7 separate regions of the Mus musculus genome follow, and all the other regions are linked to region 1. Evidence: chromatin contacts called from public HiChIP or PLAC-seq and promoter capture Hi-C data. All regions are on one chromosome and are shown on one strand. Each heading gives the region's core, a stretch centred on a gene start, on an enhancer-like site or on the middle of the called end of the contact. The rest is flanking DNA. Distances are from core to core; before and after follow the strand shown. Region 1 holds the start of Brd3os (bromodomain containing 3, opposite strand). Region 2 holds the start of Tsc1 (TSC complex subunit 1). Region 3 holds the start of Gfi1b (growth factor independent 1B). Region 4 holds the start of Gtf3c5 (general transcription factor IIIC, polypeptide 5). Region 5 holds the start of Gpsm1 (G-protein signalling modulator 1 (AGS3-like, C. elegans)). Region 6 holds the start of Dnlz (DNL-type zinc finger). Region 7 has its middle 15 kb from the start of Ralgds.

Region 1 (3,057 bases), core at 193-2,692:
CACCTCCTTACCCTGGACCTGATCCATTCTATATCAGGCAGCAGCTCACAGCAGGTGAGGGTCGGGGTGTGTGTCTCTCTTGCTTCCCTTTTGTTTGGAAGCATTTCCTGGGCTTGGGCAGTGAGAGGAGCATCTAGGTACCTGTTGTGCCCCTAATAAAGTGTTGGATGACATTCTTGGGTGTTGCGTTTTTATACCACGGCTTGATCTTCATGGCCATCAAGGGTCTTCTCCCTGGAATTACATGATTGAGCAAAACTTAGACTGGCCAGTGTCCCTAGAGACCCCAAGCTGGTTTTTGTCTCGAACTAAGATGGCCTCATTTCCATACTGGGAGTACCACATGCTGCGGCTTCTGCTCAGGTATGTACTAGGTGGTACAGACTCCAACTTCTGCTGCTCTTGTTGCCAAATGAGCAAGGACGTATCCCTGTACCGGAGGCGGGCATAGGATTCTGACAGGGCCTTTTCTGCCAGCGGGACTCGCCCACTCATCCCACAGGCCCAGCGTCCTGCACACCTGGCTTTCCTCCTAGGCCAGGAACAGCCGGCTGCTGTGCTTTGTAACTAGTTGGCCAACAACCTTGATGGCTGTTGGGTTTGGGAGTCCTTGTTCAACTTAATAGTGAAAGTAGGTAACTTAGACCTTCCATAGGCAAGATCCTCAGGAGGGCAGGAGAATCCAAGACACATCTCTGACCATTCAGGAGCCACGTGAGAGCCATTCCAGACAAAGTGCTCTAGTGTTGACAGTGACTCCACACCACTCCTGGGAAGCTTATCAGGTGTCCACTGCCGCTGCAATACTGCTGAGCTCAAAGAGATGTATCCAGGGTGTCTGCAGCAGGGGCTGGCCTGTCCACCCCGCTCAAAACACAATGGGGATGTGGACTAAGCGTTGGTTCAGGTCCTTTCTTCTAGCCAGTCTTCCACTCTTACCAAGGGTGACACTACAAAGGGAAGAAACTGTCGGAAGGGGAGGGGAGTCGGGGACAGGCCCAGCATGGGCCTCACCACCAGGAGCAGCCTCTATGGGCCAGAGTGTTCAAGCGAGGTTACTCACGGATGCAGCTTGCTGAGCTGAGCTGAGCGGAAGGATGAGGCGGATGGACAATCGCAGGTCCCTTAATAACCCACAGACGGTTGGCGGTCCCAGGGTCTCCTCTCCGCTGGTGAGAGAAGCGGTCCTCAGCTATGGAGTAGAGAGCTACTGGAAGGAGGAAGGATGCGAGCCCTACGCCCCAGCGGCCAGCAAAGTCACCGCTTGCCCGGATGCTCCAGCGAAGCAGACTTTGCCACCGGCGCTCGCGGACACGCGTGGGCCTGCTGACGCAAGGGATCCAGGTCCCGGGCAGAGCCAGGAGGCCGCGGCTACGTCTCCATGGCAGCGTCGCAGGCGTGGCGAGCCGAGCACCGAGGACCAGCCTGCAGACGGACACATCGATCATTCTGTGGGCGGGGCCAAAGACCTAGAGGGAGAGGAGGAGCGTCCAGAGGGCGGTGGGGAAGGAAAGGGGAAGGACTGGAGTGGGAGGGGGAGCTTGGAGAGAACTTAGGTTAGGGGGCGGAGAGAATAGGGGGAGGAGGAGATCCAGAGAAAAGGGAGAGGGGAGGAGCTTGAAGAGAGGAGGAGCCGGAGAAAGAGGCAGAGCGAGATCCAGGATAAGGAGAGAGTGGAGAGAGAGGAGGATCCCGAGAAATTTGGGAGTGTGTAGTGGGGGAAGAATCTAGGAGATGGGGAGGCTCTGGAGGGGGGAGCATGAAAGGAATGCTAGGAGAAGACAGAGCTAGGGAGGAGAGGATGAGGATTGAGAGGAGGAGCCTGAAGAGGCAGAGGAAGAAGAGGCGTTTGGGGGAAGCAGAGTGGGCATTGCAGAGTGGAGGGGGTGGTAAACACAAAGGGAGAAGCCAGGATAGAAAAGGAGCCTGGGGAAGACACTCTGGAGTCAGGACTGGGAGGGAGATGGGGCTAAGAGCTGGGGAGAAGAGCTTGGGGGCATTGTAAGGAGGAGCATGGAGGGTGAGGAGCGGCTAGGAAACCTGGAGGAGATGCTGAAGAGGGATTAGGAGTTAGCATTAGGCACCTTCCCAGTTCTCGATCCTAACATGGTTTCTGAGGTTTTCTTTCTTTCTTTCTTTCTTTCTTTCTTTCTTTCTTTCTTTCTTTCTTTCTTTCTTTCTTTCTTTCTTTCTCTCTCTCTCTCTCTCTCTCTCTCTCTCTCTCTCTCTCTCTCTCTCTCCCTCCCTCCCTCCCTCCCTCCCTCCCTCCCTCCCTCCGTCTCTCTCTTTCTTTCTTTCTTTTTTTGTTTTTTCGAGACAGAGTTTCTCTGTATAGCCCTGGCTGCCCTGGAACTCACTTTGTAGACCAGGCTGGCCTCGAACTCAGAAATCCACCTGCCTCTGCTTCCCACAGTGCTGGGATTAATTTTATGTTTGGGTTGGAGCTTTTGTGGTCTGGAGTTTGACGCCACGGCCTTGGGCATGTTAGGCAAGTGCTCTAAGGCTAAGCTTTGTCTTCAGTCCTTATTTTCTTTGTGCAGTTTCCTTCTCAGACCTATTGCTGTTATTATTGACATCCCACTCAGATGATGGGCACATTTGTTTTCAATTTATTTAATGTGGTGTGGGATGCATCATTTCAAAAGTAGCTGCGAAATTCCGCCATTCCACATACTGCTCATTTGAATTGTCCTAAAGCCCCAGGAAAATTCAGCATACACTCCTATTACACCCGACCAAACACTGTGACCCCGTGTCCATCATTTTTCTGCATAAGTTCTATTTTCACACTTTAGTCCGATGCCAGTTAAGAATATTGACATCAGTGGGTGTTGGAAAAGGAGCAGGGTGGGATGGTGGTGGCAGGAATTTTCGAGGCAGAGGCAGGCAGATCTCTGAGTTTGAGGCCAGCTTAGTCTAGTCAATGAGTTTCAGATCAACCAAGGCTACCTAGCAAGACCTTATCTCAAAAAGATAAGAGAGAGAAAAGAAAAAAGAATATTGACACCATGGACAGCCCCAAAACAAAACCAAAGTACAGAATACCATTTTGTTGTT
Region 2 (3,057 bases), core at 154-2,653, 1.2 Mb before region 1:
ATATTCGTTTTCTTAAGTAAGGATTTCAGCCTTTTTTTTTTCAGTGAATACCACCGGTTTTATGGAAAAATACAAAATACTTTGTAACCAAATTTGGATTACCAAATACACCGTGCTGTAAGAAACAAAAGCTTAAGACATACAAACCAAATGCACCCTGTTCAAAATCTCTCACCACACACACACACACACACACACACACACACACACATATCCCTACCTTGGCCAAATGATTAACTACACTCACTTAATAATAGGCCACCTTTAATCAAATAACAGACAAATGGAACCAGTCGGACTTCAATTCCAGTGCTGTCTCAGAATAGGGGGGTGTGACCTTGGGCAAATTATTCCACTCTCTCCAGGCCTCAGTTTCTTCATTTAGAAAGGCTGCAGACTGCTTCTCCTTTGTCCAGAACCAAAGACAGGATGGCTACCAAGCACTTTCAATAGTGCTCGGTCACACAGGCACCCCCTATTCCCCCTCTCCAAAAAACAAAAAACAAAAAAAAAACAAAAAAAAAAACAAAAAAAAACGATAGTTGCGATTACTGGCCGACCACACTCCACGCCATCCCCACGTCTCTCTCATTCCAAATCCAACACGCGAGAAGCCAAACTCTTCTAACCCACAACACAAAGAAAGTGCTTGGGTTCTAAAAAAGGTGTCTGGGACCGCAGGCAGTGGGTCCTCCAGGTCCTCAAATGAATGAATGAGCGTTCAGCAGTGGCTGGGCAGGTAGCTGTCGCTAACGAGCACCTCTGCCGACTTGGAGGTAACTGTCTTCCAGCATCAATTAAACACCCACAAGTACACCCAGAGCCAAGCACTCGGCCGTGCACACTCTCCCCGAGACGGCGGGCGCCGGGCAGCCTCCAGTGCCCACAGGCGGCCTTCATTCATTCTCCACCCCCAGCCCCGGCGGCTGCAGTAGAGGCTCGAGCCGCGACCCCACCCCCGGGTCCCCGTGCCGGGCCCGGGGTCTCTGACCTGCGCGGCGCACCCCCGCGGGAGCCTGTCACCGCAGCAAGCGAGGGGGGCGGGTTAGCGGGGCCACCTCGGGCCCGGAGCTGCAGCCAGCCATGCCATCGGACGGAGCAGGCCCGCCTCAGCTCCCCGGGGCCCCAGCAGCCCAAGCCGAGCCCTGCCGGAGCCAGCGCGCGATGAGGGCGAGGAAGAAGCTCCCCGAACCCCCTTCCCCGGACCCCCGACTCGGCTAACGCGCTCCGCAGCGCCCCACAGCGTGAGGTCACGCTGCCAGAGCTGCCCCGAAAAGCCCACAAGGAAAAGAAGGGGAAACACCCCCCGTACTCACCCACCGTCTCCTCCCCCTCAGCTGTTTACCTCACAGTCCCTCCAGCCTACAGGGCGCCGCCATCTTGGACGCGCAGCACCTCCCCCTGGCGTGAAGCGTCTCGAGCGGCGGGGGCCTCCGCTATGAAAAAGAGTCCCTATTCGGGTCTCTACTACGCTCCGAGCCTAATGCCAGATGGCCAGAGTCTCAGCCTCTCCAGACAGGACAGGATATACCACTTATGACGATACAAGCTGGCCGAGATAAATAAAACCGAAAGAGATTTTAATGTGGAGGCGGGGACGGCGGAAGGATCGTGAAGGTGGGAGCCCACTGAGAGATCTTGTGACTCTGAAGGAGGCCGAAAGAAGTCCCGGCGCAGAGGGCGGAGCCACGAGACCGGCCGAGGGGTGGGGTGGGGAGGGGCGGCCACGTGATGGTGACAGGAGGCGCGCGCTCGGAACAAGCACAGTCAAAAACAAGCTGGCAGGGCTAGGCTCAGTGGAGAGCGCTGGCCCTTTCGAGCCAGGTCCCTCTGTCTTTGGCACACCTGCCACCTTTGGGGTCTCCCTGTAGGCGTTCCTATTTCCAAATGAGCCTCTGGGATCCCCTTGGATGGACAGCCTGTCAATTGCAGCAAAAAGGATGGGGCTTTCCCCCACCACCACTTTTTCCTTTGCAGAAGAGTCTGTGGAGTGACATGTAGAGGCCAGCCTTAGTCAGAGGATGCAGTTTATGTTGTAAAGTCAGAATACCTTGATTTACTTGCATGCCATGACAAGGTGTCAAGTCTTTTCAAACCTTGCCGGCTGTGGTGCAAAGCTTTTTAGAGGGATATCAGAATGTATATAGTTTTCATTTGCTGTTATTTTCCTTATTTGTATTATTTTTTTAATTAATTATGTATTTATTAAGGTTTTCCAAGACAAAGTTTCTCTTTATGCTTTGCCCATCCTGGAACTTGCTCTGTAGCCCAGGCTGGCCTGGAAGTCAAGAGAGTCTTCTGCCTCTGCCTAGCTTTAAAGGTGCTAGCTTTAAAGGTGTTCACCGCCGCAGCTGCCCCAGCAGCCGCCGCCACAACCACCACCACCACCTGGCATTGTGTATTTTTTGTTTTGGTTTGTTGTTGCTGTATTTTGTTGTTTTTTGGTTTGGGTTGGAGTTTGGGGTTTTATTATACTTAAACTTATATAATAAGACCCAGTGAAAGATGATAAGCGGAAGCTAGAGAAATGGCCTTGCCGTTAAGAGCATTTGTTGCTCTTACAGAGGACCAGGGTTAGGTTCCCAGAACCCAAATGGCAGCAGCTCCCAACTACCTATAACTCCAGTTCGAGGAGATGGCGCCCTCGCCTGGCCTTCTTGGGAACTAGGACTTCTCTCCTAAGCATACATCCAGGAGGCTCTCCTTGTCCTTAAGATAATTGAGTTTGTGTACACTCACCCCCAAATTGTAGTCTTTCAAGTCGTGTGCATTGCACGTTGGATAAGCCAGGGAAATTATTAACAAATAAGTATTTTGTGTGTATTTAGTGGTTGCTTTGTATTGAGAGAAAAGCTTTGAGGTGTGATTAAATCGTAAACTCTGATTCTATTTGGGAAAAACAGGAAAAAAGGTGCACTTAATCTCTAGCTAAAACAGCGTAATTTTTCAACTTTTACCCTAAAATTATAATTTCAAGATGTTTAGACATACTGTATCTTGTGTTTGTGTACCCTCTCCCCAATATTATGGTTTATTCTTTAATGCCTTTTAATTTGG
Region 3 (3,057 bases), core at 414-2,913, 1.2 Mb before region 1:
CAGCCTAACAATTGTGCATTTAGAAAGCCAAAGCTTTGGGAAGGTTATGGGGAGGGAAGTGGGTGTAAAACCATTAAAGATGTCCACAGAGGAGGATTTGAATGAGACATGGCTCAGCAGGAAAGACAGTCAAGTGTAAGTGTATGTGACAAGAAATGAGGGCTGGTCCCTGTCAGGGAACAGTTTAAAAATGTCCCACGTATGGTCTATTAAGTTTTCTGCATAGTGACTCAGTTCTCACCGAGTGCTGGCTGGTAACGTGTACCACCCAAAGAATACTCAAGACGTTTTATAAAGAGAGAACAAGGCTGGGTGTGGTGGCGCACACCTTTAATCCCAGCACTTGGGAGGTAGAGGCAGGCGAATTTCTGAGTTCGAGGCCAGCCTGTTCTATAGAGGGAGTTCCAGGACAATCAAGGCTACACAGAGAAACCCTGTCTCGAAAGAGAGAGAGAGAGAGAGAGAGAGAGAGAGAGAACAAGGGCTGGGTGTAGCTGTCTCCTATCTGTGGCCACCAGTCTGGACCTGTGTCCCCTTGGGGAGTCTGTTGTGACCTCCGGCCGCTGCCACAGGGTTAGCCCCCTCAGCAGAAAGGCCTCAAACGAAACATCTCTTTTCTCTACACTTTGAACATTGGACTTGCAGTTTCAATCGGGGCTTCCTGTCCCGTGTTTGTTTTCTTTATGGGGGAAATGTAATCTCTCCAGTCCTGGCTGCAAGAGCATGCAAATCAGCTAACAGTGCTGTTTGGTGGAGTTCTCTCTGTATGCAAAACTTCCTGGAATAAATCAGTCATCCCCAAACGGGAGGAGGCCAAGGGGCAGAGCAGGGAAAAGAAAGTGGGGACCAGGGAATGGGGCTCTGCTCAAATGGGGTGAAATGCCCTGCGCTGGCCTGGGTACCCAGAGGGGCCCCCATTGACCTCTCTGTCTCTCATGCTGCCACTAGATGGCAGCACACGCCGGCCGTGGTACTTGGGTATTCAATCTGTACTTGAACTTTGCCAGGTACAGGTTCCAAGGCCCCCAAATTCACTACCTTGCTTTTTTTGTTGTTCTTCTACTCTGTCTATTTGTGGTTCTGCTGGTCTGTGGTTGTCTGGGGGAAACTCCATTTTTTTTTTTTTTTAAGAATGAGCTCAGTGGGAGACAGAATCCTGTTGGTTAAGAGTGATCTGTACTGGCCCAGGATCCAAGAGCTTTAAACACAGGGGCCCCTCTAATGCCTCAGCGAGAAAGTGTGTGATGGTGGAATCTAGGAGAGGAGAAGCAAGAGGAAGAAGGGAGAAAAAGAGGAGAGAGGAGGAGGAGAGGAAGGAGAGGGGGAAGAAAAGGAAGATGGATGGGGAAAGAAGAGAAAAGGGGAAGAGGGGGAAGGGAGGGAAAGAAGGAAGGGAAAGAAATAAAATCTAAAGCAAGGATGAGGGACTGTAAGTCAATGCTAGACTTTTACATTTTAATAAGTTAGCCACTCTCTTTCACCCAAATGCTACTGAAAGTTTCTGGAGAAATTTCCAGTGGGTTAGAAGCTTCTGTGAAGTTTTGATAAGCAAATGTGGCTGCACTTTCGCGCTCTGGTCATTGGCTGACGCTGCAGCCGCCAGATTTTGACACAAATAATCAGATTGAAAATCAGGGAGGGGAACAGAAGGGGGGCGGGAAACACAGAAACGAAAAGGAGAAGTGTCTGTCTGTGCAGAGACTCATAACGTTGACCGAGCCGAGAGCAGTCCCCAGGGACAGTGTGGAGGTTCGTGGCTCTCGGGCAGAACTCAGAAGAGGGACAGCTCCCTGACGGTGAGTGCTGCCAGACCCGTGCTGGCTGGGCTCCGCTGAAAAGTTCGTCCTGGGTGCCCAAGGCAGGGAGGGTGTCTGCTTCCCTTTAAGGTGAGAGGAAGAATACTGTGGTAGTCTCTCTTCTGGATGCAGTGCTCATCACCAGGGGAGAGAAGAAGGAAGGAACATGGACCAGTCCCGATACCCCAAGATAGCGCAAACACCGAGCTTTCCTCCTGCGAATTCTGTGAAACTTCATTGTAGGGGGCTAGGCTTCACCCAGATACACAAAGTCAATCCCCCCCTTCACACACACACACACACACACACACACACACACACACACACACACACACAGAGCACTTTTCTAGGGGCACCAGAGGAGCCCAAATTGGTGTCCCCCTGGGCTAGAGCTGCCCTGTGCCAGGATCTCAGAAGGGATTGGTAGCTCTGATGACCCTCTCAAAAGTTCCTGGAAGCACCGGGGAGGGGAGTCAGACACCCTTTCCTTGGGAATTTACTGAAGGGAAATGACAAGGTGAGGCAGACCACAGGATGATGGAGGGGAGGCACTGCCAAAGGCTCTTGGCTCCTTGAGCATCTGTAGCTCTTCTCACCTAGAGGAAAAGGTGAGTTTGAGTTGTGGTTTTCTTAGAAAACAGGGCTCATTGCAGAGATGCCCACGGATGGATGCTGTGGTCTGTGACTGGGTCCTGGGAAAGCCAGCATTTTTATGAGACTACTGTGGGGAAAGCCAAGTCACCCTAGCTGTGGAGTTGGACAGCCTGGGTACTGGCAGAGCTGTGCCTATCCACCTGTGCTCTTCCAAGTCTGCAAAGCCCTCCATCAGGAGAGGGGTAACATTTTGATTTGGGGGTCAACCTGTAGAAAGTCCCTCGGGGAGTTGGGTGGCTCTGGATGATTTAGGTCTGATGGAATCGCCCCAGTGGTGCTCACCATTCCCAGAACTTCAAAAAGGTGGGTGCAGGTCCCAGGTCTCCCTTCACCGGGGCACAGAGCCTGCTCGCAGGCAGAAATAGCAGGAGACTCCTCCGTCTGAAGGCGTTTGCATTGAATCCTTTCTGGTGTCAGTCCCAGCCGGCCGTGGGGAGTGTGGGGGCTGTTTGCCCAGTTTTGTTTCCATTGTGGTAAAACAAGTCCATAGAACTGACCTTTTTTTTTTTTTTTTTTTTTGCTTTTGAGTTACGTGGTGTTCTTCGGCATGGGCATGGGACGTACACTCTGGTCCCGACTCCTTCCTTCTCTCCTTTCTCACTACATA
Region 4 (3,057 bases), core at 282-2,781, 1.1 Mb before region 1:
ATTCACCTTGTGTGCCAGGGCCTGTTGGAAAACTGAATCTGAAGAGGCTGGATGCAGAAAGATGGGTAAATGCCATGGGCTTGATTTTTCCTCAACGTTATCTTTTCTAGGTGTAATGGTAGGTGGGAGGGAGCCTAGAGATGGGACTCAACACCTTGAACAGTAAGCACCTCTTCCATCACTGAACAGCGTCTCAGCCTCCAATTCCTTTGCTAGTTGTTCTTGCTACTCAATGTGAGTTCTAGAAGGACAGGCTTTCTGATTCATCATCCACTCCCCACAGACCCAGGCATGCAGGAGACTGCATTTCCTAAATGCTAAATGTGTGGACACTGCTTTCATTAGCTGCCTGATCCTTTTGGCTCTTCTCAGCTTCCAGTCTGAAGGGTCTGATTAGATAGGTAAGTTTTTGTTTGTGAGGGTCTGTGCGCCAGATCTGGCTTGGATCCCAGGCAGGACCAAGTCTCTTTCTCTCAGAAGCTTGGCCTGAGGACCTCAGGTTGGTCCTTGTCTTTGTCTCCCCTCCTGCCCTTCTCCGTGGTTCCTGTTCACATACGGACATGCCTCTCTAGAATGAGATTGATTCAGTGTTCTGTGGCCACGTGTCGATCTAGGCCTGGATTGAATGAGTCATGAAAGTGTCGCCTCATTCATTCACTGGCTCACAACATCTTTAGTGAATGTATACTCTGTGTCTACCCCCGTGTTCAGGTCTGAGAGGTCCGCAGCAAAGCAATACTTACCTTTAGGAAGCTGCCAACACAGTAAAGCAAGGCCAGCATTAAGCAAATAAGGCTGTGCTCCCCGATGTGTGCGTCTGAGTGCCGAGTGCACCAAGGAAATCAGCAGACTAGGTTTAGGTTATCATGGTGGATCCCCAGGGGAGATAAAGCCTATACATAAACCTAAGTGATGAAGAGAAGCTGACAGCTAGGTGGTGGGGGGAAAGAGGGGTGAGGGTCCCGCTGAGAACAGGAACAACGTGAGATCGCTTTCTAAGATCATGTTTATATCATAAGGAGAAGAGATGACAGCTGAATATTGAGAGTGTTGCTACATTGGATGAGGGGTTTACCGAGGCTCCATGTAGCTTAGAAGCAGCTTTGTAGGTTCAGGAACCGAACTTCTTCTCATTCAGAGGTAGAAGCACCGAGTTCAGCAGACTTACCTATCTAATCAGACCCTCACAGAACCAACAGGTGAGTAGCCTATGTTGCAAATTTTGCTAAGCATGCTGTGCGTACATCCTAATATGGGATGCGATGTGCATCTAATATTTTACTGTCATCTCTGCAAGATGACAACAAAGGCTTTGAAGCTTGTGTATTAAACTCACAGAGGTGTGATGATAAGAAGTTATCAATTTGTTAATTTACAGTTGCACTCAGCCCTAAATACATGCACACAGGAGCAAGGCTAAGAGGACTCAGTGGACTGCTTTTTCTTTGACAGCCGAAAACCAGCTCAGGGATGAGAGGCGGGCCAGAGGACGCCTGGGGCACGTCTTCAAGCTCTCATTGGACGGGATATCCGGAAAAACCCGGTCGAATCCTGGCTTGTCTTGGTTGGGTCGGCTGGTGGGATACGCCCTCGTCTCGCCCCTTTGTCCAACCCTCTTCATTTTAAATTAAAAAGCCCCCAGTTCTGTGTGGTGTAGCAAAATAAACAGTTGCGGCGACGCACTTCTTCCTGGAGGCCTTCGAGTCTCCATGATTTAAGGAGACGAGAAAGGTAAGGAGGACCGGAACAATTCCTTCGCGGAACCTTTGAGGTGAGGCCTCGCGGAGCCATTTGAGAACGGACCGCGGCGGGCTGGAACCAGACTAGTAGGCATGGCGGCGGCGGAGCCGGATGCGGACCCGAAGGCCGCCATCCCTGTGGACCTGCGGCGGGAACGGCGCTTGGTGTGCGTGGAGTACCCGGGCGTAGTACGTAACGAGGCCAAGATGCTACAGACCCTGGGCGGCGAGGAAAGCGTCTCTCGAGTAAGGAGCTGGGAAACTCCGGGACCGCGGGAAAGGAATCGTGTCTACTGAATGGGCGGGACCACCGGGCGGGAGAGCGGTTTCCGTGGCAACGGAGAGTTTAGGCAAGCTCTAGGACCTGTTGTGAACTAGGCGGTATTTTCTTTCTGTCCCCAAATGTGAGTAGCATGCTTGGCATCTATCCCAGGACAGTGAGCTGCTCTGACCTTATTGCTCTCGGCAGAAAACCGAGGCACGGGAGGAAAGAGAACTTTTCCACCACCTGTAGTTGAAACTAAAAGTGACACAATTCGCCGGCGTTGTATTATGTGGTTAGCACGTACAAAGTGCTCTCCCGCCCCCCCTTGGTTTTTTCGAGACAGGGTTTCTCTGTGTAGCCCAGGCTGACCTCGAACTCAGAAATCCGCCTGCCTCTGCTTCCCAAGTGCTGGGATTAAAGGCGTGTGCCACCACTGCCCGGCTTTTTTTTTTTTTTTTTCCTGAGACAGGGTTTCTCTTACAGCCCTGGCTGTACTGGAACTCTGTAGACCAGGCTGGCCTCGAACTAGAAATCCGCCTGCCTCTGCCTCCCGAGTGCTGGGATTAAAGGCGTGCGCCACCACGGGCCGGCATTTTTTAATTTTTATTTATTTATTTTTTAACATGCCACAGTCCTTTCAATCCCCAGGGCCGGAACTGACAACATCTGCATTTTACAAGTAAACAGGCCACATAACCACACAACAAGTAGTGGACCTAAAGTGATGCTCTGTGGAATCTTGGAATTGTTTCTTTAGAAATGATTTCCCTGAACATCTTAGCATAAGCAGATTCTGGCTCCTTCCGTTGATAATTCCACTCAGATTTCAGTTTGATACATGTATTACCTGTTCATGTATTACATTTATTACTTGGCCCTGGGGCTGTAAACCGAGCTAGGATCTCTCTTGTTTACCTCTGTACTAATATCTGTACAGATTCCCCATTTTATAAAAATTTATCAAGTATTTGGTTAAGTCCTAATGAAGCTGGGCAGTAGTGACCCACACCTTTAATCCCAGCATTACAGAGGCAGAGGCAGGTGGATCTTTGA
Region 5 (3,057 bases), core at 151-2,650, 1.1 Mb after region 1:
TGTCCACCTCCCTCTCTTACATGCGAGCACTCGCACACACATACATACACACACGCACACGCACATGCACACACACGTTGCAGTCTGCCTAGTAGACACCTCCTTCTCACAGGGGTGGCTGGCCCTGAGTTAAATGTGACCCCACAGAGCCTCTGCTCCCAGGGGACTCCAAGAAGCTGCTAGCAAACCTCTTACCCTTGCACTAGAACTTGGAGGAGGGTGTGGGGCTCAGGCATGATCTTCAACACCACACAATGGGGACACTGTCTCTGAGCTGCAGCATTAGAACACTGTATTAGAACGGGACGGCAAGGATCTGTTCGCCAGGCACCAAGCCCTCATTTTGCTCTTTGGGGGTACTAGGCAGAGCTTGGCTAGCTGATGAACCACCCCACTTGAGTAGATTTCTTCAGGGTTGACCCCTAACAGGGAGACCCCAGATATGGGGAAGGGCTAGACGAGGTGGGGGCCAGAAGCTAACTGAAGGATGCTGGGCCTTCCTTTAGGTCTGATGACAGCCCCTGCCCAGAACTCAGGCCGGTCCAGCTCAACCTGAAGCCAGAGTGAACTGACAGCTCTGGTCCACTTCTGGGATCAGCATCTCACCGGAGAACACCCTCATCCATCAAAAGGGAGTCACCAGGGAGGCATGGAGCCAGGGGCAGGACTATCCTGTCATTCCCAGTGGGCGGGCACACAGCACAGACCGCTCGATCACCTGTGAACCTGCCTGGAAGGCAAATGCCTTTGTAGGGAAGCACACACCCACTTGCCTGGCTCAGGCCCAGCTCCTTCTGGCCTAGGGCTGGGGATAGCTAGTGAAGGCAGGGCCCCATCATGACAGCCTGGGTCGTGGCCATGCTACACCAACACCGGGTCACGGCAGTGTCAGGCTTGAGAAGAGAACTCCAGATAACGAAGACTGGCATCCATGCTACTCAGGGTCCCGCAGAGCCGGGTGGTGGAGTGCCCGCCCCGTAAGCCCTTTTGGCATCAGGACAGGGTTGCAGGCAGAACCCAGTCCCAACCCCTCTACCGCGAAACTGATCTTTGGGCCCTGGGCCCCGCGCCCCCACCGCTCCCTACGCAGATCCAGGGAGGCGCGTCCCCGGCCACGTTGCGCGTCGCCGCAGCAGCCTTTGTTCTGGGCCGGCAGCCTCCCGCCCGCGTCTGCCGCTCAGGTCCCCGTTCCCATCCCGGTCCTTGAACTACCTGGAGTAGAGGCGCCTGGAGGCCGGGCCCGGGAGCTCCTCGGCCACGGGCGGGGCCGGGCTCGCCATGAGTCGGGGACGCGCCGAGCAGGAGCACCGCCCCGCTCTGCGGCCGTCCGCCTGCCGATCTGCCCGCCTGTCCGCGCGTCCGTCCGCCTGTCCGCGCGTCCGCGGGAGACGCCGAGGAAGTGATGTGCTGGGGTGCCGCCGCCCCTCCCGCCAGAGCTGTGATGTCACCGCCGCCAGGCGGAGGGAGGGTGGGGAGGGGCAGGCGCCCACCGGCCACCACTGCGGCGGTCCCGCCTACCGTGGGGTGGGCGGGGCTCTGTCTTTGAGGTCCAGTGCAAGGAGAGTCCTGCTCTAGTGTGGACAATGCTGTGTTTCCTTTTCTTTGGGGGGGAAGCCCTGCTAAGCCTGGAGTTTAGTGCTTTTTCTTACACACACACACACACACACACACACACACACACACACACACACACACGAGAGTTTGCTGTCACACACACATCCTGTTCCTTTCCTGTCACCTCTTGTGGGGTACAGGCCATGCAGATGCTCCTGGGGCTAAGGAGAAAACAGGTCTTCCTAGATGGAGTCAGGGTGGGAGGATGCTGTCCAGCCCTAGGCAAGTCTCTACCTTCCTAGGGCTTTCACCACCAGATTTCATGTTGAATTTCATCTGTGAAATGCAAGCGTTTGGAAAACATACTGGAAGAACACCAGGAGCCCACGTGGGAGGCTGGCCGTTGCTCATTCATCTGCCTACCCTCCTCTGAGTTCTCCCAGGACCCTGAGGATCTGAACCTCGGAGTGATCTTTCTTCATCCAACTTGAGTAGCCTTGGAGCCTTCACCTCAGCCAACCCCCAGCCAGCCACAGGGCACCATCTGGACAGCCAGTTCCATTGGGACTCACCCAGGTCTCTGCTCTTCTCTCCAGGCCACTCTAAATCTTCTTGAAAACGTAGCTGTGACCCTCAGTGGAACAGGAACATGTCAGGGTGCAGACTATGGCAGTGTCCTTGGCAGTTTTTCTGCACCCCTGGACCCTGGTCTGAAGAGGGACACCATGCCAAGGTCACCCCAGACAGACCCTGCAGACGCAGCCCACAGTACAGTGGCTTCAGGCGGAGAAAAATGGCAACAAAAACAAACACAAGATAAAACTGGGCTGTTGGCCCTGAGCTAGTTTGTTTTCCTAGGAAGGAGCAGGAGCGAGCAATGAGAACCATCTGTGCCTGGGGCGAGGCGCAAGCTTGCTGCTGTCCCCACACCTCCCCCTAAGACCACAGGAGCCAGGGCTTGCTCTCTCTTGGCTAAGGCAGAGTGTGTGTTATGGCTGGCCAGGCACCACCCACGTTTGCTGAAGTCTCGGGCCTGGTCCCTAGCAGACCCTGGCTCTGGAATGCAGGCGCTTCCTGGTTGCCTTCAAAGGATACAACATACACATGGAGGCTGCTATGACCCACTTGGTGTCAGACTGGGCTTAGATTCCCAGGCCTTGGTTTTAGGAGGCCCTTAGAGACATACTGCAGCAATACAAGCCCCTGCGGGCCCCCAGCTTTGCCAAGGACCAAACCAATGAGCCCCATATGTGATGTTACAGGGTTCTGTTGTTAGGCCCACAACATTCTACTGGGGACAAATTTGCTTCTTCCTTGAGTCAGGAAGAGGGCCACAGGTTGCGAGTCAGCTCTGAAGCAAGCTGTCTGAGGATTCAGTTTCTGTGTTAGAAAGACATGAACTGCCGGGCATGGTGGTGCACGCCTTTAATCCCAGCACTTGGGAGGCAGAGGCAGGCAGATTTCTGAGTTCAAGGCCAGCCTTGTCTACAAAGTGAGTTCCAG
Region 6 (3,057 bases), core at 233-2,732, 1.1 Mb after region 1:
GGGCTGCTGGGACGGGGTTGTTCTCACACCCTGAGCCCTCCTTGGATATAATTGTTTCTTGATGTTCATAGCCTTCCCTGCACATCTTCTACCTAGAGGCTTGAGCCTTGGTTTGCCCAGGACCTGGGGCATGCTGGCTCTGGCTACCTGGAATGATTATTCTTCTAATTAATATGGTGTACTTGCACTAACCCAGGCCCCCGATGCCCTGAGCTCTCCACTGAGGCTGCCCCCACACCACCCATGGGAACCACTAGACACAAAAATGTTGCCAAGCTAAAAGGGACATGGACTGGGGCATGCATTCGCAAATAATCATGGGGACCTGGAGTCTTTCCTAGCCATCTGTCCTTGTGTTTGGTGACAGTCAGCTTGGGCGGTATGGGTGACTGATGGTAGGAGCCCTGTTGATGTAGCAGTCAAGGGCTCAGCCTGTTTCTGTGAAATGCAGTCCCCACTGGACTCATGCAAAGGTCCCAGCCCGTAAGGCTGACCTAGGCTAATGCTAGTTGGGCTGTTTGCAGAGGGAGGTGGCCATACCAGATGGGGCCCCCATAAGCACAGATCTTCCTTTCAGGTGTACTGGCAGACAGGGAGAGCCCAGAGCAGCCCTTTATGGCTCTGAACAAGGAGCATCTTTCACTGACCCATGTAAGGCTGATTGGGGTTCCCAAGAGCCCTGGTTACTACATGGCTGATCCTGGGGAGGAGGGTGACGCCACTGGACAGCTGGGGATCACAAGGTCTTTGGTAGTGTATGGGTAGGATGTAACATTTGGATAGTGGGGTGGTTGGACAGGGGAGGGGACAATGTAAGGACACCCATACTGCTGTTCACTGCAAAGAAGTCTTCCACTCACCTGGCTACAAAGGGGTTGTCACCCCACGCTCAGTCATCTCGGAGTCCAGCAGACCCCACGGCCAGCTAGCTATGCTCCACACCTGCTGGAGTCCCAGGGCTGCCGTGGTAAGGCCACGGTGTCCAGCTGCCCGCCCCGTTGTCCAGCTGCCGGCCCCGTTCCTTCTCTAGGGCATGGGGCCCAGCAGCAGCGAGCCCCCGGAGAAGGAGCGGCGGCGCCTCAAGGAGAGCTTCGAGAACTACCGCAGGTGTGGGGCGGCGGGCAGGACGGCTGGCGGGTGGGACACCTGTGCCTACCTGCTCACACTGCGGGCCCCACAGGAAGCGGGCGCTCCGCAAGATGCAGAACAGCTGGCGGCAGGGAGAAGGGGATCGCGGGAATACGACAGGCAGCGACAACACCGACACCGAGGGCTCCTAGCGAACCGCGCCGAGGCTGAGCATCTGTGGAATTGTGAAAGGATGCTGCGGTTTTTTTTTTTTTTTTTTTTTTTTTACTGTATTAGAATTAGAAAATGCAACTAAATAAAATAATCACCGAGCTGAGCCTGTTGGTTGGATATGCAAGCGGGGCGACACCAGGGGGCAACAGAAAGCAGTGCACCGGTGGCGGATGGAAGCCGAAGAGGGCCGCTTCCGGCCGCTGCGCCCGTTACCAAAATGGTCGACGCAGCTTCACGGGGCGGTGCAAGAAAAGGTGGCTAAGGATTCGCAGGCGGGATGTTGCGGACAGCGCTGAGCCGCATGCCGACACTACTTCGTAGTGTGCGGACCCGGGATTCCGGACCGCGGCGGCTTTGGGATTTGGGGGCTCGCCTAAAGACCGCGGAGAGACTTCGGGGCTGGGCCTGGGGCTGGGCCTCGGGCTGGCGGAGCTCGAGCTCCGCGCCGGGATCAGGGCGTGCGGCGGCGCTGGGGCGCGTGGAAGCGGACCACTATCAACTCGTCTACACCTGCAAGGTGGGCGCTGTCGGCAACACCTGGTGCTGGCTGGTTTCCTGTTGGTGTAGGGTCCTGGCAGAAACGTGGAAGTATCCTTCGGACCAGGGAGGAGGCGGAGTCTTTACAAATGGCTGGGTGGGAATGAGGCACAGGGCCTTCTAGGTTGGGTTATCAGGAGACAGGCGTCTAGAAATGACGCCGTCGCCTAGGTGGGATCATCAGAGAAAGGGTTGAGGCTGTCCCTCGGGATGGAGTTAGACCTTGGGAGAGACTTTCCTGTGTATGCCTTGCCTGACCACCTCTCTAACCCAGCTAGGTCTGTGGGACTCGGTCATCCAAGCGCATCTCAAAGTTGGCCTATCACCAGGGCGTGGTCATCGTGACTTGCCCTGGTTGCCAGAACCACCACATCATCGCAGACAACCTAAGCTGGTTCTCTGACCTGAAGGGGAAGAGGTGAGGCCAGCTGGGAGGGGTAGGAGACAGTAAGATTGTGGCCCTGTGTGAGCCTGGATCCATTGCCTGGATCTCTCTACCTGGACAGCCCAGCTTCCACGTGGACCTGGAAGCAGTTGAATTTGAACTTCAGATGAACCATGAATGGCCCCAAATATGGCAAACTAGTTCTATGGCTCTACCTCTGTCACTGCCTGACCTCTGATCTCGCCAGGGGCCTTATCAATCTCTAGTGGAGGCTTTTTGTCCTCTGCCAACTCAGGGCAGATGGAAGGGTATGTGTCAGATTATGGACTGGGGCAGCCTTCAGTGGTGTTCCCACTTTTGGGAGAGCAGTGGGGAGGGCCAGGAGTCAGTTTGGAGGCTGTGCCTGATGCCTTCTTAATGTTCTATGAGGAGGGATCAGTGGCAGGAGTAAGGGCAGAGCCACAGAGGAGATAGCCTGTGATAAGTGTGCAGGCCTTGGGTCTCTAGGGTTCGCCTCTTAGACCTGGACTGCAGAGAAATCTCAGCTCTGATATGTAGGGACAAGACTGAAATGCAGGGATGGGTGTTACCTGGTGAGAGGCAGGGCCACGGCCCTTGGTGGTACACTGTACGAGAGAGATGGCTTCTGAGGACTTGTTAACAGATACATTTGGTGAAGGTGCCATTAGGTGCCTGCAAGGTACTGGTGTCACTTGGATGCTGGGACAAGTGTTCCAGGCCCAAGATGACCATGGGATGCCCTTGAGGGAGCCCAGAGTAAGGCTGATGCTGCTCTTACTGTCTTGCAGGAATATTGAAGAGATCCTAGCAGC
Region 7 (3,057 bases), core at 297-2,796, 1.1 Mb before region 1:
ATCATTTCTTCTCTGCCCTCCCAGTTTGAACTTTTGTTTTGTTTTATTTTGTTTTTTGAGACAGGGTTTCTCTGTGTAACCCTGGCTGTCCTGGAATTCACTCTGTAGACCAGGCTGGCCTTGAACTCAGAAATCTATCTGCCTCTGCCTCCCAAGTGCTGGGATTAAAGGCATGCGCCACCACTGCCGGGCCCAGTTTGAACTTTACTGGGCTATCTCACCTACCCCCAGTCTCTTGGGACATGTCACCTCTAGGGTCAGGATGGAATCCGGGAAGAGACAGAAGAGGAGGTAGGTTACACAGGCCCACCTCTCCTCATCTCCTTTGGCAATAAAGGGCCTTGGGCAGTGCTCAAGGGCAACGGCTCAGCCCTCTTCAGGGGAACAGACTCTGGGTTTCAACTCAGAGGAGGCGAGCAGGGAGAGGACTCAGTCCTCTCACCCAGCCCCGCAAGAGCAAGAAGCCTCAGCTCCTTAATTATGCACCCAGTCTAAGGGCAGGGCTACAAGGCCAGTCCAGGAGGTAGCCAGAGGCCACCTCTTGCTAGACTGTGTCCCTGAACAGCCTTCTTCCAGCACAGGGTTGGGCTCCACAAATGAACATAGCAGCACCTAAGGGGATCTATAGTTACCTATTCCCTTGCAGGGAGGCCAGGAGTGGGAATTTCCTTGGAGAAAGGGAAAGGGGAAGGAGAGAGAACACAGACAGGTTCTGAAGGATGGTAGCATGCACCTTTATCCCAGAACGTAGGAGGTAGGGGCAGGCAGATCTCTATGAGTTCAAGGCCAGCCTGATCTACATGGTGATATTGTTCTAAAAAATATACAAACAAACGAAAAAACACTGACTGGCTTAGCAATCATTTCAGGATATTTAATACTAAAACCTCAAGCCCAGTGTCCAGCTGCCCAGACTGTGTGCTGGAATCCAGTTACCTCAACCTCAAACCCTGGAATCTACCAGCGGAGGCAGGCAGACTCAGCCACGTGCAGGCCCTGGGCCCGATTTCCCACATCCCATGCAAGTCCCCAAACGTGACATAACTTACGGGGCAGTATTGATGTTTAAAGTGGTGAGCACACAGGGAAAGGGACAGATGAGCCAGAGATGGAGAAACAGGTCAAGAGGAATTATGCTGTGGTCAGCCGGCTAGTTAGTCTCAAAGTTGGTTTGAGACCACAGCCTTGTATTCCAGGAGCTCCAGGGGACTCTTGGTCTTTGCCACACCTGGGATGCTGCCGTGCCCCAGGACTAGGGAGTCCGGGGCTACAGGGTATTTGTGTTGTTAAAACATCGTGCCTGTCCCTCTGGAATGGCCGGCACCAGGCTACAATTGACTGTACAGCTGATTCTGAATCTTTCTGACATTCTACCACTGTCCAATTGTCACTCGGATATCTAGAAAATGGCATTGGTTGCTAAGGGACTGGCCTGATGGTAGGCAGCTGCAGCTTGGGGTAATAGGAAGAGGGAGTAGACTGGGGTTTCTCTCAGTAAGGATCCTGGGGCTGTGGGCTGCTAGGCCCTATATGGAGGTGTGGGTGGATCAACCACAGGAGGTAACCACTCAGAGCTAAGAGCCACACACAGGCGGTGGGAAAGCCCCTAGCCGGGAGTCTTCCTGCAGGTATTTTGGGGGACTATGGTTGCTAAGCAACTGTACTAGGTTGCCATGGGAACTCTCCCTTCTTCTGGGACTTGTCATTTTTATGGAGATGCCACATTCCTTCCCATCTCTACCTCCTCAGGCTGTCTCAGCTACCTGTAAGGGGCCCTGGAGGCTCCCCAAACCTACCTTTGCCTACAAGGAAGCCACCTATCCAAGAAAGTACTATGCCTCTAAGACTCAGTTTGGGGGTGTGTGTGTAGGGGATTCAGGTCTCACAGTGTACCTCAGGATGACCTTGAACTCATAATTCTCCTGCCTCAGCTGGGATTGCAGTCGTGCACCACCCCGTGACCCTCTAAGAGAGGATTCTCTTGAGGTTCAAGACCCAACACAGAAAGCAGAGTTGAGGCCCTCATTAGAGTCAGGGGGATGAAAAAAATCTGTCTAGCTTGGTTTGCATCTCCATTCCTGCTAACCACCAACTCAGGCTCTTCCTGCCTTGACAGGGCTCTGACCACTAGAAGCCCAGTATAACTGGAAGGCATTCTCCGCCCTAGCCCTGGTGCCTGGCCCCTCCCTGGCTTGTCTGTAAAGGAGTGTCACCTGGGGCTTGCCATTACCCAACCAGGGGTTGTCCCCATGCCCAGCCAACCAGTGTTGGCAGCAGGCCATGCTGGGTAGACATGCCTCCTCTGGGACAGGCTAAGGCTAAGGTCCCTGCCAGCCATGTGTTGTATAAGCAGCTCACCTTTCCCTAAAACTACTTCTTGTGGCCTGTGGTAATAGGTAGGGGAGCTGTCTGGAAACTGCAGTAGGCCAAGGCAACTTACTGGTGACGAGCCAGAGGGAGGCAAAGTCCAGGCCCCAAGGTGTGTGTGTTGGGGAGAGGGGGTGGGGGAGAAGCTGAGGTCTCCTCAGTGGTTACCAGCAACACCCTGCTGCTCGCCTGCTCTCATTCTGATTTCCTTCAGTGTGTGTCACCAAGGATGACTCCTGACCTGTTTACAGTTTGCTTTGTCTCCTGGCAACCAGATGAGCTTTTGTGGAAACTCGGGACAGGGCAGTGCAGTACTGAACTTCCACACCAGAGGTTACAGCGCCACCTGCTGGTGCTACCATTGGTGGCCTTCAAGCCTTCCTACACAGGTGAAATTCTGCCAGATCCTAAGGAACCTGGCCTTCCCTATAACCCTCCTCACAGGCTCAGCTGTGTCCTTCCAAAAGCCCTTGGGTCCTGCAGATCCAGGCAACACAAGGCTAGACTGGGATGGGGTCAGGTCAGGGCTCACTCTCTCACTCTCACACACTCTCTCTCTCTCTCTCTCTCTCTCTCTCTCTCACACACACACACACACACACACACACACACACACACACACACACACACACGATGTCCTTACAGTAATGGAGACAACCAGACACAGACACACAGAGACACAGACACACA

Evidence for each region. Promoter capture Hi-C pulls out the DNA fragments that hold promoters and counts their contacts. HiChIP or PLAC-seq counts read pairs in DNA pulled down with a chosen protein or histone mark.
Region 2: a promoter capture Hi-C map of hippocampal neurons shows a contact between it and region 1, with 5 times the contacts expected there. The contact joins the promoter of Tsc1 here to the promoter of Brd3os in region 1. A contact is called at or near these places in 5 of 39 promoter capture datasets (hippocampal neurons, liver, neutrophils and 2 more) and 1 of 115 datasets of contacts at active chromatin or transcription factors (astrocytes).
Region 3: a contact with region 1 is called in a promoter capture Hi-C map of liver, with 4 times the contacts expected there. The contact joins the promoter of Gfi1b here to the promoter of Brd3os in region 1. A contact is called at or near these places in 3 of 39 promoter capture datasets (hippocampal neurons and liver).
Region 4: a promoter capture Hi-C map of hippocampal neurons shows a contact between it and region 1, with 7 times the contacts expected there. The contact joins the promoter of Gtf3c5 here to the promoter of Brd3os in region 1. A contact is called at or near these places in 12 of 39 promoter capture datasets (the C10 cell line, cranial neural crest, embryonic stem cells and 7 more) and 1 of 115 datasets of contacts at active chromatin or transcription factors (astrocytes).
Region 5: a contact with region 1 is called in a promoter capture Hi-C map of hippocampal neurons, with 2.3 times the contacts expected there. The contact joins the promoter of Gpsm1 here to the promoter of Brd3os in region 1. A contact is called at or near these places in 3 of 39 promoter capture datasets (hippocampal neurons, liver and pre-B cells).
Region 6: a contact with region 1 is called in a promoter capture Hi-C map of pre-B cells, with 3 times the contacts expected there. The contact joins the promoter of Dnlz here to the promoter of Brd3os in region 1. A contact is called at or near these places in 5 of 39 promoter capture datasets (hematopoietic stem and progenitor cells, hippocampal neurons, liver and 1 more).
Region 7: a contact with region 1 is called in an H3K27ac HiChIP or PLAC-seq map of embryonic stem cells, with 4 times the contacts expected there. The contact joins the enhancer-like site here to the promoter of Brd3os in region 1. A contact is called at or near these places in 5 of 39 promoter capture datasets (embryonic stem cells, hippocampal neurons, liver and 1 more) and 4 of 115 datasets of contacts at active chromatin or transcription factors (embryonic forebrain, embryonic stem cells and forebrain).

The regions. Positions count from the first base shown.
Region 1 is chr2:27,440,821-27,443,877 of GRCm38.p6, reverse strand. Brd3os (bromodomain containing 3, opposite strand) reads right to left here and starts at 1,442. Exons shown (of 2, transcript NM_001360791.1): 1 at 1,064-1,442; 2 at 1-950. The coding sequence starts at 495. The coding sequence ends at 241.
Region 2 is chr2:28,639,579-28,642,635 of GRCm38.p6, reverse strand. Tsc1 (TSC complex subunit 1) reads right to left here and starts at 1,403. Exons shown (of 23, transcript NM_022887.4): 1 at 1,346-1,403.
Region 3 is chr2:28,620,588-28,623,644 of GRCm38.p6, reverse strand. Gfi1b (growth factor independent 1B) reads left to right here and starts at 1,663. Exons shown (of 7, transcript NM_008114.3): 1 at 1,663-1,796. It overlaps Gm52548 (a long non-coding RNA gene), which reads right to left. Exons shown (of 2, transcript XR_003954006.1): 1 at 2,733-3,057; 2 at 1,442-2,392.
Region 4 is chr2:28,581,753-28,584,809 of GRCm38.p6, reverse strand. It overlaps Gtf3c5 (general transcription factor IIIC, polypeptide 5), which reads left to right and starts at 1,531. Exons shown (of 12, transcript NM_148928.3): 1 at 1,531-1,985. The coding sequence starts at 1,833.
Region 5 is chr2:26,313,876-26,316,932 of GRCm38.p6, reverse strand. It overlaps Gpsm1 (G-protein signalling modulator 1 (AGS3-like, C. elegans)), which reads right to left and starts at 1,400. Exons shown (of 14, transcript NM_153410.5): 1 at 1,213-1,400. The coding sequence starts at 1,280. It overlaps Gm52505 (a long non-coding RNA gene), which reads left to right. Exons shown (of 2, transcript XR_003953775.1): 2 at 507-1,584.
Region 6 is chr2:26,350,535-26,353,591 of GRCm38.p6, reverse strand. It overlaps Dnlz (DNL-type zinc finger), which reads left to right and starts at 1,482. Exons shown (of 3, transcript NM_026828.3): 1 at 1,482-1,819; 2 at 2,118-2,257; 3 at 3,034-3,057. The coding sequence starts at 1,580. Card9 (caspase recruitment domain family, member 9) reads left to right here. Exons shown (of 13, transcript NM_001037747.3): 11 at 578-651; 12 at 1,031-1,107; 13 at 1,181-1,405. The coding sequence ends at 1,280.
Region 7 is chr2:28,516,995-28,520,051 of GRCm38.p6, reverse strand. It overlaps a transcript of Ralgds not described here. Among named protein-coding and RNA genes, the nearest start is that of Ralgds, 15 kb to the left of the region's middle. Within about 2 kb of position 1,546, at least 227 of the 459 cell types and tissues checked have an H3K27ac peak or open chromatin away from gene starts, as enhancers often do. A contact at or near this core is called in embryonic stem cells, hippocampal neurons and liver, where this site is marked.